Regions from separate parts of the Rattus norvegicus genome. Here region 2 is linked to region 1. A link is a contact called in public Hi-C data. All regions are on one chromosome and are shown on one strand. The core of a region is the stretch at or near the end of the contact, and the rest is flanking DNA. Distances in the headings are between cores, read along the strand shown. Region 1 holds the start of Iqck (IQ motif containing K). Region 2 holds the start of Gprc5b (G protein-coupled receptor, class C, group 5, member B).

The links. Hi-C and Micro-C count contacts between places; a contact is called where the count stands out from the background.
Region 2: a contact with region 1 is called in a Hi-C map of prefrontal cortex, with 5 times the contacts expected there. The contact joins the promoter of Gprc5b here to the promoter of Iqck in region 1. A contact is called at or near these places in 6 of 12 Hi-C or Micro-C datasets (Schwann cells, frontal cortex, kidney and 3 more) and 1 of 1 datasets of contacts at active chromatin or transcription factors (oligodendrocytes).

The regions. Positions count from the first base shown.
Region 1 is chr1:182,626,952-182,633,887 of GRCr8, reverse strand. It overlaps Iqck (IQ motif containing K), which reads right to left and starts at 3,210. Exons shown (of 9, transcript NM_001401714.1): 1 at 3,001-3,210. The coding sequence starts at 3,187. Knop1 (lysine-rich nucleolar protein 1) reads left to right here and starts at 3,278. Exons shown (of 5, transcript NM_001399775.1): 1 at 3,278-3,339; 2 at 5,502-6,436. The coding sequence starts at 5,504.
Region 2 is chr1:182,770,082-182,777,075 of GRCr8, reverse strand. It overlaps Gprc5b (G protein-coupled receptor, class C, group 5, member B), which reads left to right and starts at 4,800. Exons shown (of 4, transcript NM_001398762.1): 1 at 4,800-4,943. The region is part of intron 2 of LOC102550985 (a long non-coding RNA gene); the gene reads right to left.

The DNA of each region.
Region 1 (6,936 bases), core at 1,961-4,460:
GATTGATGAGCAGACCCCAGAGCTGGTTGATGTCATTTTCCCTGGCTTGCTCAGTTGGTCTGCTAGAGGAAGAAGAATTCATTCAGAGTTGACCCATGCTGGGATCTGATCAGTGGATGAAGGACCTACTTTCTAACAACATCAGGGCTCCTGAGCTGGAGAGTGATTAATTGATGAGCCAAGGACAGCAAGAGGAGATTGATAGCAGTAATCACAGCAGTGTGAAACTAGGAAACAAGGAGCCTCTAATGTTTAAAACCATTAACATCGCAAACCACTCTACGATTTAATTAGAAGGACTGGAAGGAAGTTTATTATTAATACTGATACAAACAATGTTGAGGATACAAAGGCTTTGGTCGTTGCTAAAATGTCCTTCATCATGAAGAACATCTATAAATAAGTTATCGGATAGGCAGGCAGGTACACACACAGCAGCAGCATGAACCAGGGAGGAGAAAGGAGTTAAGTTAGACACTTACTGATGCTATGCCTTGCTTTCATGAAATTGAGTTTCTGTCAGGCCTACTGGCTGTGATAATTTTTTAATAGTTTTTTCCTAATAGAGTGTAATAACTTCAGGGATAAAATTACCAGAAAGCATATACACTTTTTTTTTCTCCCTGCCCTTTTTCTTGCCTCTTTGGAGAGAGTCTATGTAGCCCAGGATGGCCTCAAACTCTGGGTCTTCCAGCGTCGGCTCCTCACGTGCCAGGCTTAAAGATGTACATTATACACCCAGCATCATACTTTCTCTGAGAAGCTGAACATACTTCCTACAGGCTTACTGTACAAACCTATGCTTCTAGGTGTAAGAATTAGATTATTCATTCTTCCAGTTAGCTTCAGCTGTCAACTTGACACAGACCAGAGTTATCCAAGGGAATCCCGACTGGTGGACTGCTTCAAACCTACTGGCCTGTGTGGGCATCTCGGTGGGTGTTTTCTTGACTGTTCATTGATGTGGGCAGTACAAGCACTGGGAAGGTGGTCCTGGGTTATGTAAGAAAAACTGGCTTAGTAAGAGCCAGGGGAGCCAGCCAGTAAGTAGTATTTCTTTCATGGTGGCTACTCCAGGTTCTTTCTCTGAGTCCCTGTGTTGGTGTTCCTCAACTGTAGACTAGAACCTGTGAACTGAAATAAATCCTTTCCTCCCCATGGTGCCTTTGGTCAGTGTTTCATCACAGCAACAGAAGAATAACTAGGAGAGTCATCTAGGTCGACATTGCGGTAGCCTTGTATAAACATTCAGTCAGTCACCCTTACCTCATTGCTCAACAGCTATTATTTTGTAAACAAGTGGCATCAATTCTCTTGCTTTTCAGAGAGCACCAAAACTCCCTGTCCTTGCTTTTACCCACACATGACACACCCCACAGAAACTGACTCCACAACAGAAGACAAGTTTTTTTATCAATATTTATGACCATGTCTTGAGTCTTTCAAAATCCAGAGCATCTTCTCAGACATTCTCATTTGGTTCCCACTATAGCCTTGTGAGGTAGGAATTATCCCCCACAAAGAGCACCTTCTCCAAAACTACTTGTGATATTGCCAACTTGATTAAGCAGCACCACTGCTGCGAGCTGGGGGTCCTGAACTGAATAAAAATGAATTGAGCCCCAGAAACCATCTCTCTCTGCTTCCTAGTTGTGGACCAGGAGCTCCCACTGGGATGATGTACTATACCCTCAAACTGTGAGCCAACATAAGGCCCTGAGTTGCTTTTGTCAGATACTTTTCACAGCAGTGAGAAAAGTATCAAACTGTACAATGAACTGTACTATGAAGCTCTAGTGGCTTGGAAAAATGAATTCTCTGGTTAAAAGACAGTAAATATATATACATCCAAATATTGCTGTAAATTAGTTCCTCAGGTAAGAACCCTGAGGGTGGAACTTACAAGAACATCAGGATGAAACCTGTCCTCCAAAGCAAATGTTGCAGTGAAGAAGGAAAGCAAGCCCTGTGGTGTAGGAGTATTAACTTACTCTACTCTCTCCTTCCTCTGAACTCTCCATTTCTTCCAAGTCACCTCTCTTCCCTTAGTACTTAGTACACTGGCAAATTCACTGTTTCCATTCATTAAACTTTTACTGTTTCATAAAGTAGCTGTATATTTGCTATTTAAATTTATCAAAATTAAGTGAAATAAGATATTTGTTTCTTCGACTCTGCTAGTCCCAAATCACAACCTAAACATATTTAACACCACAGGTTATTATTGATTCTATTTAGTGCTGTATTGGAAAGCTAATGCAACAAGAATGAAAATCTTCCAGTAGTTGAAATCCAGGCTGAGGCAGGATTCTGAGCTTGCGACCAGTCTGCAGTCCACAAAAACAAGAGAGGAAAAGGGAGAAGGAACAGACAGCTGGACGTATTATGAATAAATCTGTGTCTCTGACTTTGAGAGCTGAAGGCTTTGGAATGAAGGACTAAACTCTTCCTGTAACCAAGGATCTGTGACTACGTGGTTCTACCTCCTAACACCACGACATAGGTACCATTGTTATGCCCACTGTAAGACTATTACAAGACCCTATGAGCAAGGTTCAAGGACTACAAAGGAACAAGTGATCTAGCCAGGGTTTGTCGGAACCTAGAAAGGCTTGGGGGCAAGAAGATATCAAAATCTACTTGTCCACACCAAAATACTTCCTGAGTGGTCCTACACTGGAATTACCGGAGCCTATCTACAGAGTTCATTTATTCCCTGATTCCTCTCGGACGATCTGCGGGCAGTCCCGGTCTCTACCCTGAAGCTCACCGCGAAGCTCCACACCACGCAACACTCTGACTCGGTTTCCTTCTGCAGGCCTGTTGTCTGTGGTCACACCGAAATCCAAGACACACACCAGCCTGTTTCTCCACGTGTGGGTCGAAGGCTCGGCTAGTGCACCGGCTCGCGTCACCCGCCTGGCGCACAGAGGCTAGGAACGCGCGTTCCCGCAGATCCCGCCCGCGTCCCGCCGGGTCCGGCCAGCCGCGGCCGCCTACCCTCGCAGATCTGCTCCCACAGGTTCTTCCCCGGAGGCTCGGCGACCTGCGCGGGTAACACGAGAACTTCGGGGGACCCAGGCGACCCTGCGAGCCCGGGCATTCGTGTAGTGACCGGCGAGTCCGCAGCGCCTCCCGTCTCCTCACGCAGCACGCTGAGGCTGGATGCTTGTCTAGGCACGGCCATGGACGCCGTTTCTACAGCAACCCAGGGCGCCGCGAAGCTGCGACCCGGAAGGAGAACGATTTCGAGGGGGCGGGCCAGAAATTCGAAGCTGACTTCCGGGTCGCGGCTGCGCGGGTGCTCACGTGGGGATGCTTGGCCTGCTAATAGACCAGGTGAGTGCGGGTGTCTGGTGCGGGCCGGGAGAAGGGCCTACATGCTGGGGGAGAGGAAAAAGCAAACATCAGTCACCCCAAACTCGCCCGCAGCCCTCGGTTTCTCTCCAAGCCTTCCCGCCTTGGAGTAGGCCTAGGGATAATCCTGGCTAGGAAGCAGCCTGCGGTTGGTGAGGACAGGACACGTTCCTCTGGGCTCGAGTCCGTGTTTTGCACCTTGCTGGCTTTGAGACCTAGTAAATTAACGTCTTTGAGGGCTGTGAGGTTTATTGGTCACACTAACCCTATCCGTGGCTACCGCGAGATTTTAAAAGTGTCTTAACACCGGGCATAGTGGCCCACGTCTATTACCCCGGCACGCGAGATGCTGAGGCAGGAGGAACACGCGCTGCAGACCACCCGGGCCGTGTAGTAAAACTCTGTCTCAAAAACAAACCCTTTTTGAAAAAAGCATGTGTTTGCAGGTGATGTAGGTTTGGTTCCATTTCTCAGTTACAGGGATGGAAAAGAGGATGTTGGTGTTGGCTGAGTGGCAGAGCCAAGAAGTGGGTTAAGCTGACGCCTAGGACATTTTTGTCCGGGTTATTTCTCTCGATCACTGTCCCCAATCCTGTAGAATCTTGGACTTACTTGGCACTATCCTCTCAGGACTTGTATCTTTCTCCCCTTTGTGAGTCCCCTTTCTCTGTCCTCTAAAAGTCAGTCTGTCTTGAGGTCCAGTCGGTTTCCTAATGACCGTCCCTTATATCATCCATGTTGGCCAGAGTCAGTCCCTTGCCTCAGACCATTATGTACACCTACCTGTTCGGTGAGTTTGACCAAGGCAGCTGGTTTCATCCGGCTGCCCAACCACACTCCACTTCTGCCTCAAGGGTTGACTCTACTATCCTATTGGTCAAGCTGGAAAACCATTGTTCAAACATTTTCTTGGCAACTTGATACTAATGGTATGTCATCTTGACACAAGCTAGAGTTATTTGGGAAGAGGAACTCCAGTTGAAAAAAAATGCCCCAATAAAATTGGTCTATAGGCATGTCTGTGGGGGCATTTTCTTGATTAATGATTGGTGGGGGAGGGCTCAGGACTCTCCTATGTGCTCCTGAAGCAAGCTGTGAATGGACTTGAACTGTATAACTCAAGCCTGCCAGGAGTAAGCTGAATCCTTTGTGGAAAATGTTAGCTCTGAAGCCAAGGAGGGGTGCAAGACAGAGAAGCTCCTGGACTCCTAATTTCCACCTCTTCCCTTCGAAGCCTCCCATTTTTTGTCTCTAGTCCAAGGAGTAACAAAGCTGTACTGGTGACCGTAGTGAAGGCCATATATCGGATCCCCAGCCACTTGTCTGTCGTAAGTACTTCTGTTCTCCTGAGGAGAGCTAGGTAATGAAGGCTTCCATGTGTAATTGCCACTTACTACTGCCCAGCACTCACTTTGAAATTGAAGACAGTACTTGGAACTGTCTTGTAGACAGAGGCAGCCCAACTCGTGTACCTTCTGATTCAACCTTTGTATGGAAGATAAAACTAGAATCCAGAGAAGCCAAGGGTATAAAACAAAGGAAGAATATACTGGTGTTTCCATTTTTCCCGTGTTTGGAGTACTGGCTGGGGCTTGTCTCACCTTGCCACGTTGTTTAGGTAGCTTGGGATGGTAAAGGTTGGGGAACAGGGCGTTCCTTTCTAGACCTAGAGCAGGAGCACTATGAGGAAGGGGTTGACCATTCACTGTGCCATGTATTGGATCTGGTGGAAGTCTGCTTGCAGTTTCTGCTTCATCTGGTTAAAAAGAAAGTCTCAATTGCAGCTGCTACTTGCAGTGATGGCTTGGGGAGGTGCTTGGTGGATATATGTTGAATTTAGATCTGGAGGTTTCAGGGAGATGGTGGACAAGGAATCAGATGCTCAAAGCCTTTTCTCTAGTGTCTCTTGTACCTCTTTGAGGATGGATGTGTTCTTTCCTCCTAGAAAAGGAAACTGGCATTCCCAGAGGTAGGCTGAGTGAGGACTTTGGGTTGAATATAGGGCCATCTGCATTTACACTTCCTGCCATTTAACCGTCTTTCCTCGTGCTCCCAAGGAATGGGAGCTGTTTTCCCTTTCTTTGGGACCACAGGCTGGGACTGGGTAGAATGATAAACTGCATTATTTCTGGTTTTCTTTTCAGTAATGGTCAACAAGACTCAGAAAGAAGACCTGGGCCCACGGCTCCCAGAGAAGAAGAAAAAGAAGAAGAAGAAAAAGAAGGTGGCAAATGTCTCAGAACCAGAGACTCAGTACTCAGTCTTAAACAATAATGATTACTTCATAGATGTTTCTCCTCCAAGGGCTACATCCCCTTTTAACAATGTGGGTGAGGTGCAGGTCCCTGAGATGTCACTGGGCAAGAGAAAGAAGAAAAAAAAGTCCTGTAGCACACACTTGGATGAGTACCTGGGCAAGGATGAGCCTACATGGACAAGACAGATAAAGTCACCTAGCCCTAGAAGGCAGGTCCTTGAGCAGTCAGCAGAAGGCCTCATCAGAGAGAAGAAAAAGAAGAGGCGGAAGTCCTTATCAAAGGTTGCCTCCCAAGGCTCAGGGCTGAAGACTTCCCCAGACTCCAAGCATGCCAAGGAGGTAAGCAAAGCTGGTAGGAAGCCTAAAAAGCACAGGAAGGAGAAGAAGCTTCCGGACATGGAAGCTTTTCCTCCCCAGGACTCTTGGATCCCTGAGGCTGGGGATGCTTTGCACTCATGCTTAGAGGGGGCAGAGGCCGAAGAGCAGGCGGCCTTGGGGCACAAAAGGAAGCAGGGGAGCCCCAGAGATCACAGCATGAAAAAGAAGAAGAAGAAAAAGACTCATCAGGAGGGAGACATCCTCCCGGTCAACTCCAAGATCTCCATGGAGAACAGCTTGAAGAAAGGGAGTAAGAAGTCAGTCAGAAGTGAAGCGTTGGATTTCATCCCGATAGACAGCCTGAAGGCCCCTGGGAAGAAGAAAGTGAAATCCAAAAAAAAGGTGGAGCAGCCAGTTGGTGAAGGGCTGGCTGTGAAAAGGAAGAAAAAGAAGAGGAGAAAAGAGAGCGGAGTAAAGGAAGACCCCTGGCAGGAGGAAAAAGAGGCAGGTTTCATTGGAGTCTGGGGGTGAGATTGCCATATGGGCGCCCATATACATGTCAGTAGGGCACTTAAGCATTTAGCTGACAGAAACCCAGCATCCTCGTGCTTGGTTTGCATGCGTGCATGCGTGCATGTGTGCATGTGTGCATTGGTATGTACTGGAAAAGGATAGGGGAGTCACCTGTTTTTTAGTAACCTGGATCAAGAGGTACCTGTAGTGTCACCAGCAATGCAGGTGTCCTTCACTGTCCATAAATGGGGATCAGTTTTTTATGTAAATGTCTTGTGGCATGTTCTTTCCACTTGCTGTTTACCTCCCAGGAGCCTGTAGCTGTCAGCTATAGGCTGTCATGTTGCTTCTAGCTCAGGAGATCCCCAAGTATATTAGGAGATGTCAGTGAGTCCTTTCCCAAAGCCCATGTCTTGGCAGCCCAAGAAATGACCATCTGCAATGGGAGCAAGATCTGGCTCCTCCAGCTCTGTGCCAGCCGTGGCCCTGTG
Region 2 (6,994 bases), core at 3,551-6,050, 140 kb before region 1:
GTCCCAGCACTGGGGAGGTAAAGGCAGGAGGATCTGGAGTTGAAGGTTATTCTCAGCCACATAACAAATTTAAGGCCAGCCTGGGCTACACGAAGTCCTGACCCCAACAGCTCTTTGTTTTATACAGAGGTAGTAACTTGAGGTCCCCTTCAGGGACAAATGGTTCCTTTGTTTGGGAGGCACATCAGGGTACCATCTGGAGGTGAGAGGGTAAAAGTTGAGATCTATTGAGACAGACTAAGACATAAGGGCTGCAACTGAAGGTGGGGTCCATGTGCTGTCCAGGCCTGGGTTGGCTTGCTCTCTCTGAGCTGTGGTGATACTTGGAAACTCATGGGCACCTCTGTGGGTAGAAGGGTAGGAGGACTCCAGAGATGGAGGCAGGAAAATCAGCAGCTCAAAACCAGCATTACTACAAGAAAAAGAAAAAAATAGAGTCATTTGTGTCAGGTGCTCCCCTCTAGACTCCTTTGCATGCCCAGGAGGTTAGATAGATCCCATATGATCAAGGAAATAGAAGGGGAATCCTGGTGTGGGAGCAGTGCGGACAGATCTAGGAGTAATTTTCTTTTGGCTTAATGAGGACACTCCTAAAGAAAGCTTGACCATGACCAATCTGAGTACAGAAACTGATGGGTAAAATCCTGAGGCCATGGCAGCATTTTACCACCATGATGGTACCAAACTGGGAGGCTGGAGAGCATCTGTGGTAATATTATAAAGCAATAAAACAATTTTGAGATCAACCCCACACAACTCCTTCTATGATAACTAAAATCCCTATTGCTTGTGTCACAGCTATTTTTATTTCATTTAAATGTTTCCTGACAGCTTGGAGATAGCCACAAGGCCATGATCAATCTACTCCAAGCCATTTAGTGGACATATGAGAGTCGAACTGGAAAGGCAACGAAAGTTGATGCTACATGCAGACATCTCTGGGGACATCCAACTGGAGTAACTAAGTCTCATGTATTGTTGGGCCCTACATCATTAACCGCCTTTTTGCTTTTATTAGGGAACGGATTAGTGCTATACAAGTCCTTATGTTGAGACAACAGTATCGGGCTGTACAGAGTGAAGAGCCACTAGACGCTAGATTCATCATGGAGTCCTAAGATTAGGACTATTCACAAGGAGTAGAGGGGAATGAAGGGTTAAAATTTCTAAAAGTTAGTCATGAACAAAGTCCAGACATGCCTGAGAGAATTTGAGATAGGGCTCACTGGCCCGACGATCAACTCCCATGGACACTGGCCATCTGGAGCCACCCCCTCCCCTTCCTTCACTCCCTGAGGATGGGTCATCCCCCTGCTGCAGTGAGATGAGTTGCCCTGCCCACATTGCTGAGATGCTAGATTACACGTATGCTTTGTTGATGTAACTCCGTGCCAAAAGTAACTGTGCACCCTTTGTATTAGCCAATTATGTGTATTCACACGAAACCCCTGGTTTTCCCTATATAAGCTCCTGCCTAGAGAGGCTCGGGGCTTGACTCAATCTCCTGTGTGAGATACGTGTCAGCCCGAGATCTCGTAAATAAAACTGCCTCTTGTTGATTACATCAAGACCGGCTTCTCGTGTTTCCTGGGGGTACCTCAACCCGTGACTGGAGCGAGAGTCTCCCCAAGTCTGGGGGTCTTTCAGTATAATGGATAACAAAAGTCATAGACCAAAGGCAAAATAATCCATGAAAAAGTACATCAATTGGTTATGTCTGCCATGAGCACAAAACAGAGGAACAGTAGCATCAATGTATCTCAAGTTTGATTGTCAGAGTTCCTGGCGGCTCACTCCAAAACTTAATCTGAGGGTTTTCCTAAGAGGAGAGTCCAGAATCAAGTGTTGGAGTCTCTGGGGAGCCTGAGCTTCTTTTAACCCAGTCAGGGTTCCCTGCAAGCCTGCAGTAGAAATAAGTCCACCTCTTTCAGAGATGTTGTAACCCTAGAGCAAGATTCCATGCCCAGCCAAAAGCCTCTAGCCGTGGTTGGCACAGGCTCTGATACTTAGCAGACTCTGAAGTCCTGTGTCTAGAACACTTAGAGGGACACTGAATTGGTCCCTTTTCTGTTGCTTTGATAAAATACCATGACCTAGAAATGTAAAGAAAATGAGTTTGGCTAATTGTTCCAGAGGACTTGGTGGTGGGAAAGGCATAGTCACAGGAGCAGGAAGCGGAGAAGTCACATCTCAGCTGTAAACAGGAAGCAGATGGAACAAACTGGAAAGCAGGGTGAGGTTATAAACTTCCAGATCTGCCCCCTAGTGATGTAATCCTCTATCAGGGATGCATCAGACACCATAACCTCCTCCAACAAGCACCACCAGTAAGGGAACATGTACAGGACCCTATTGAGGGTTTTGTCTTCTCATTGGAACACAAAAGGCACTGAAAATGCCTCTCAGGCAGCTGACCCCATCCCCACCTTCAAGATGTGTGTTTCCAGACATATCACCTGCAAGGGAGTGAGATATAGCCAACCAGATTTGAGTCTTGCCTCTGTCCCAATCACCCCCTTAGACTTCTAGACTTCTTAACACCCCCCTTCCAAGCCTTTGCTTGTCACACTCGGGATACAGACAATTCCAGAAATCCCACAAATAAAGCCAAAATGTCCACAGGGATAGGTAGCCATGGGCAACACATTAATCTGGGAGATGATCTACTAGCTTGCAGAGTAAAGAGCATCCTCAAAGGCCTGGTACAAGACAGCCATGCCTTATATGGGAAGGCAAAGCTGGAATTTAATTATTCTTTTGCCCAACAAATACTTAGTGAGACATACCCCTCCTCGTGGGCAGGAGATGGACATGTCACATGGATCCCCTGCACCCCACACTCCAGAGAAGTCTAACTGGGCCTCTATTAACTGAGGATGACTTTCAGTTTCAGACCCTCCTGCCTCCATCAGCTGGGAGCCGAGATTAGAGCTGTACACCTCCACACATGGTTGATGAAGAGTCAGGAATCAAACCCATGGCTTCCTGCATGCTATGACAGGACTCCACCATCAAGATTCAGCTCCCAACCTCCAAAGCACTAAGTTTTTAGCATCAGATGCACTGTGCACTTATAGCCGCTAGAAACAACACTTAACTGCACAATGGTGGCAGTCCCCGGGAAAGCGCTCAAGGGCTGGATAGAGCAGATTGGATGGTACTGAGTTCCAGTGTGGCAGGAGACACCAACAGACAAAGTCTCACAGAGTGAGCATCACTGGGAGGCTCCCAGCCCTTATCATTTTTGAGGTGACAAGTTGAACCAGGGAAACTACTTGGTTTGCAGTTTCTTATTTCTTTGGTCAGCCAGAAGTAGGCTGAGCATGTGAGCACATAAGTTGGTCACTCACTAGATGGATGTCACCCTTGGGAGATCCTGGTACTGTTCTCTCCAAGCCTGCAGACCCAGCAGTCTCTTTAAGGACTTGAAGCTCCTCTGGGATGCTGTCTGACCCTGGAAATGACAGTAGTTGAACCACTGGGACATGGACCCAGAAGTTTCTCACCCAACACTGAATGGGACTTTTCACGGCCAGATGCCTGTGCGGAGAACTTTACAATGTGTTCCAGGTGTACCCCAGTGGTCACATTTTAAAATAGTCTGGGTTATACAGTTGAGGCCTGGAAGACTTAGGAAGGCAAAAGTTTAGAAGCTGTCGGCGTCAGTTCCTCAAAGCACCACCAGGGGGCAGTGCCCATCCACGTTCCAGGTCCGGAGTCTGACCAGTACCGGCTTGGGAAGACCTTGTCCTGCAAAACATTTAATGAATGCCTACTGTGTACCAAGCCCTGTTTCTGGTAAGGAGACATCTCGGCAAGCATAGGGTAAGGGCTGTGTCCTAGGAGCACGTCCCTTTTATGTGTCCTTAAAAAGAAAAAAATATTCAGAGACGCATGACCAAGCTGTATGTGGCCTGACCCGAAGAAAACCGACTTGAAGAAAGAGATAAAAGGACTTTGAGAGACTAAGAAAAGGCGAAGAACGATCTGAGACTACCAGCTTGCTACAGGGGATGCCGAAGCACAGTCTCCCTAACCTAATCTAGATAGTGCTGACCTCAGAGGTGATGGATGTCCTAGACCCCCCTCCTGCATATATGTCCGATGCCTGCTCTATGGTCACTGGCGGTATCTGTGCCCTGAGCGTAAGTGCAAAGCACAGCCAGAATCTGGTCTCTCTGGGTATCTGTGCCTAAGAGAGTGGCAGATGTGTGCGTATGTGAATGACGTGTGAGAGATGGTGGCGATCATATACACGGACCAATATGAGGAGGTCACCGTGGTGACGTTCACATTTGGGATGGCCAAGGATACCGGTGCTGGGTTCAGTGTGCTTAAAAAGGGCGGGCTGGAGCGGGGTGGAAGAGGATAGAGAATGTGCTCGGCGGGGACCTGCCTAAGGGCATCACAGCGAGGCTTTGGTGACTTTAGAACGCATGCAGTGAGACCTTGTCTGAGTCCAGGACCTACTGTTTGGGGAGTGCCACTCTAGGACCCCCACGGGAATATTGCGTCGTATGTGGCTGAGGATGTTTCTACAAACAGATCAATCTGAGCAACTGTGCGTCTGGACCCTTAACAGGGAGATTTCCTCGAATTTGGGACACCGGAGGTTTGGATGAGAAAGGCGTCTTAGCGCTCTGAACAACAGGCGCCTGGGGTTGCGGGCTAGCTGCGGCTCCGGTCCTAGGTTGAGCAGAGCTGCAGACCGGCCGGGGCGGGGCCTGATGGGGCGGAGCCTATCGGAGGGGCGGGGCCGTGGCTGCTGCAGCGCGGGCCGGGCCAGGGGGCGCCTCGCGCGGCCGCAGCTCGGAAGGGCGATGCAGTGAGGCGGGCTCGGCTGGCGGGCGTGCGCGCAGAGCGGGGGCCGCGGGCGCGTTGCAGAGATGTGACTTGGGCCCAGGGCCAGCAGAAGCGTCGGCGCTGCGGGGACGCGAGGGTCGGTGAGTACCAGCTAGCGCGGTCAAGGGGAGGGCGCCGCAGGGACCCCAGAAACTTTTCCCGCCGTGGATTTGAGAAGCTCCGGAGAGGATCCCGGCTCTTGCTTTTTCTGTTCTCCCTCCTCGGGGTACATCAGCAGGAGAAGCTATGGGGTTCAAGTGAGGGTTGACACAGTGCGGCGGGAAAAGAGCCGCAGAGGACCGACAGAGGGCAGGGGTTTGGGAACCTTTATCTGGTAGGGGATCCACGGTAGAAGCCAAGGCTCTGGGCATGGTCCCGGGTGACGACAGGCTACAGGCAGCAGGGAATAAAGGGGAATCCGGTCCTGTGCTAGTGACCCCTGTGAGGGGCATCGCAGGCAGGTTCCAGGGGCCTGGCGGTTAGTTGGGTGCTAGGGCAGCCAGGATGCTGGTCCTGAACTACGCAGACATGGCCTTTGGAGACGTGAAACCTCACCTGCCGCAGGGTCTGGGGGACCCAGCTTGCAGCCCGCAGTGGCTCCGCACTCTTGGAAAAAGGCGCGAGAGGGCAGGCACCACGGGGAGGAAATCTGAAGCTGGGGGACAAATAGTGGGCTGGAAATGCAGGGACCGCTGATTACCGTGAAGCGGAAGAATTTCTATCCCAGGCGAGGGCATTTGAGCCTCTGAGGAAAGCAGCCAGGCTAGGGGTAAGGACTACTCAGAGAATCGCCCCCTCCCCCTTCTAGCGGACTGAGGCTTGAAGCCCATAGGACCCCACACATTTCATGGGCCCAGAGGGAGAGATGAGCCCAGACAAGGATCCCGCACCCCTCCTTGGCTGGAGGTAGCTGTTTAAACAGCTTCGGATCGGCCCACCGACCTTGCCCCAGAGGACGCCCCCAGAACAGAGGGCTCATTCCCCTGTTCTTGCTCAGTCAGACCCACGCCTAGCCAGTTCTCCCCTTCTTCTGTTCGCCAAAGGGGCGGCTCTTTGGAAGAGGGACAAAGGCCCGGGGAGTGTGGCGGGCACCATCGTCCCCGCCTGGGGCCCCAGCACACGCGCCGCATCGGCCGCCCGACTGCGCCGGGGTGGGGGCACCTGAACAGCGTCCAGAAAGCTCCGGGGGTACCCACAAAGACGAGAATGCAGGAGAGGCCAAGCACACCCTCCACACACAGCACTTCAGAACGTTATTTCCTAAGTTTCTTCGGTGGGCACTCAGAGCTTTGGGAATAACCGCACTTGGAGTTAAACTGCATGCAAATGACATGTAAATAGAATGCAAATTTGCATCTGTTGGTTGGAAACCCTCCTCCAGGCTGGTTTTCTATCTGGGCTATGAACATTGTTTCCCTGATCCCTTCGCGTCTAAGTCTAAAAAGGGTAGGAAGAGGAGAAGAGGGGATGGGAAGGAGTTAAAAGTTTGGGGCCCAGGCAGCCAAGAAGAGGACTTTCTTTATAAAGATAGACTCTAATCTTTATTGGTTTGTTTGTTTGTTCGTTTGTTTGTTTTCAACACATGTGGTGTATACATAACCGACTGCTAAGGAAATATCTTGTATAAAATGAGTAGATCTAGATTTGGGGGGCAAGGAAGTGTGCAGAGAAGTAGATGAAGAAACTCTAATGGAGGAAATAAATACCACCTCATACTACACCTGCTGGGACAGGGCAGCCTGGAAAATAAAGTGACCAGGATTTATGAGTGGCGTTTTTTAGTGGACCCAGCAAGAAGGGGGCCTCCACTGAAAGGGGCGATTTGAGACAGGGGAGGGCATCCAGGCCGGAGAAGGTTGGAGATGAGAATAATTTGGAGGAACAGACACAAAGGTCATTGTAGCTGAGTGCATAGGTGGATTTAGGGGTAAGAGAGGGGGGATGGAAGGCACTGGACAGATCCTGGTCTTTGGAGCCATGGGAAGATATTTAGAATTTATTCTGTTAGGAGCCACTGAACCCTTGGAGGGTTCTCTAGTCCAACAGGGTGCGATTGTAAAAGCTTCATTGACCTCCACAAGGAGACAGATAGACGGCACCTCCCTTCTCTCTGCTTGCAGGGATGCTGTGTGGTTCAGGGAGTCTGGGCTGT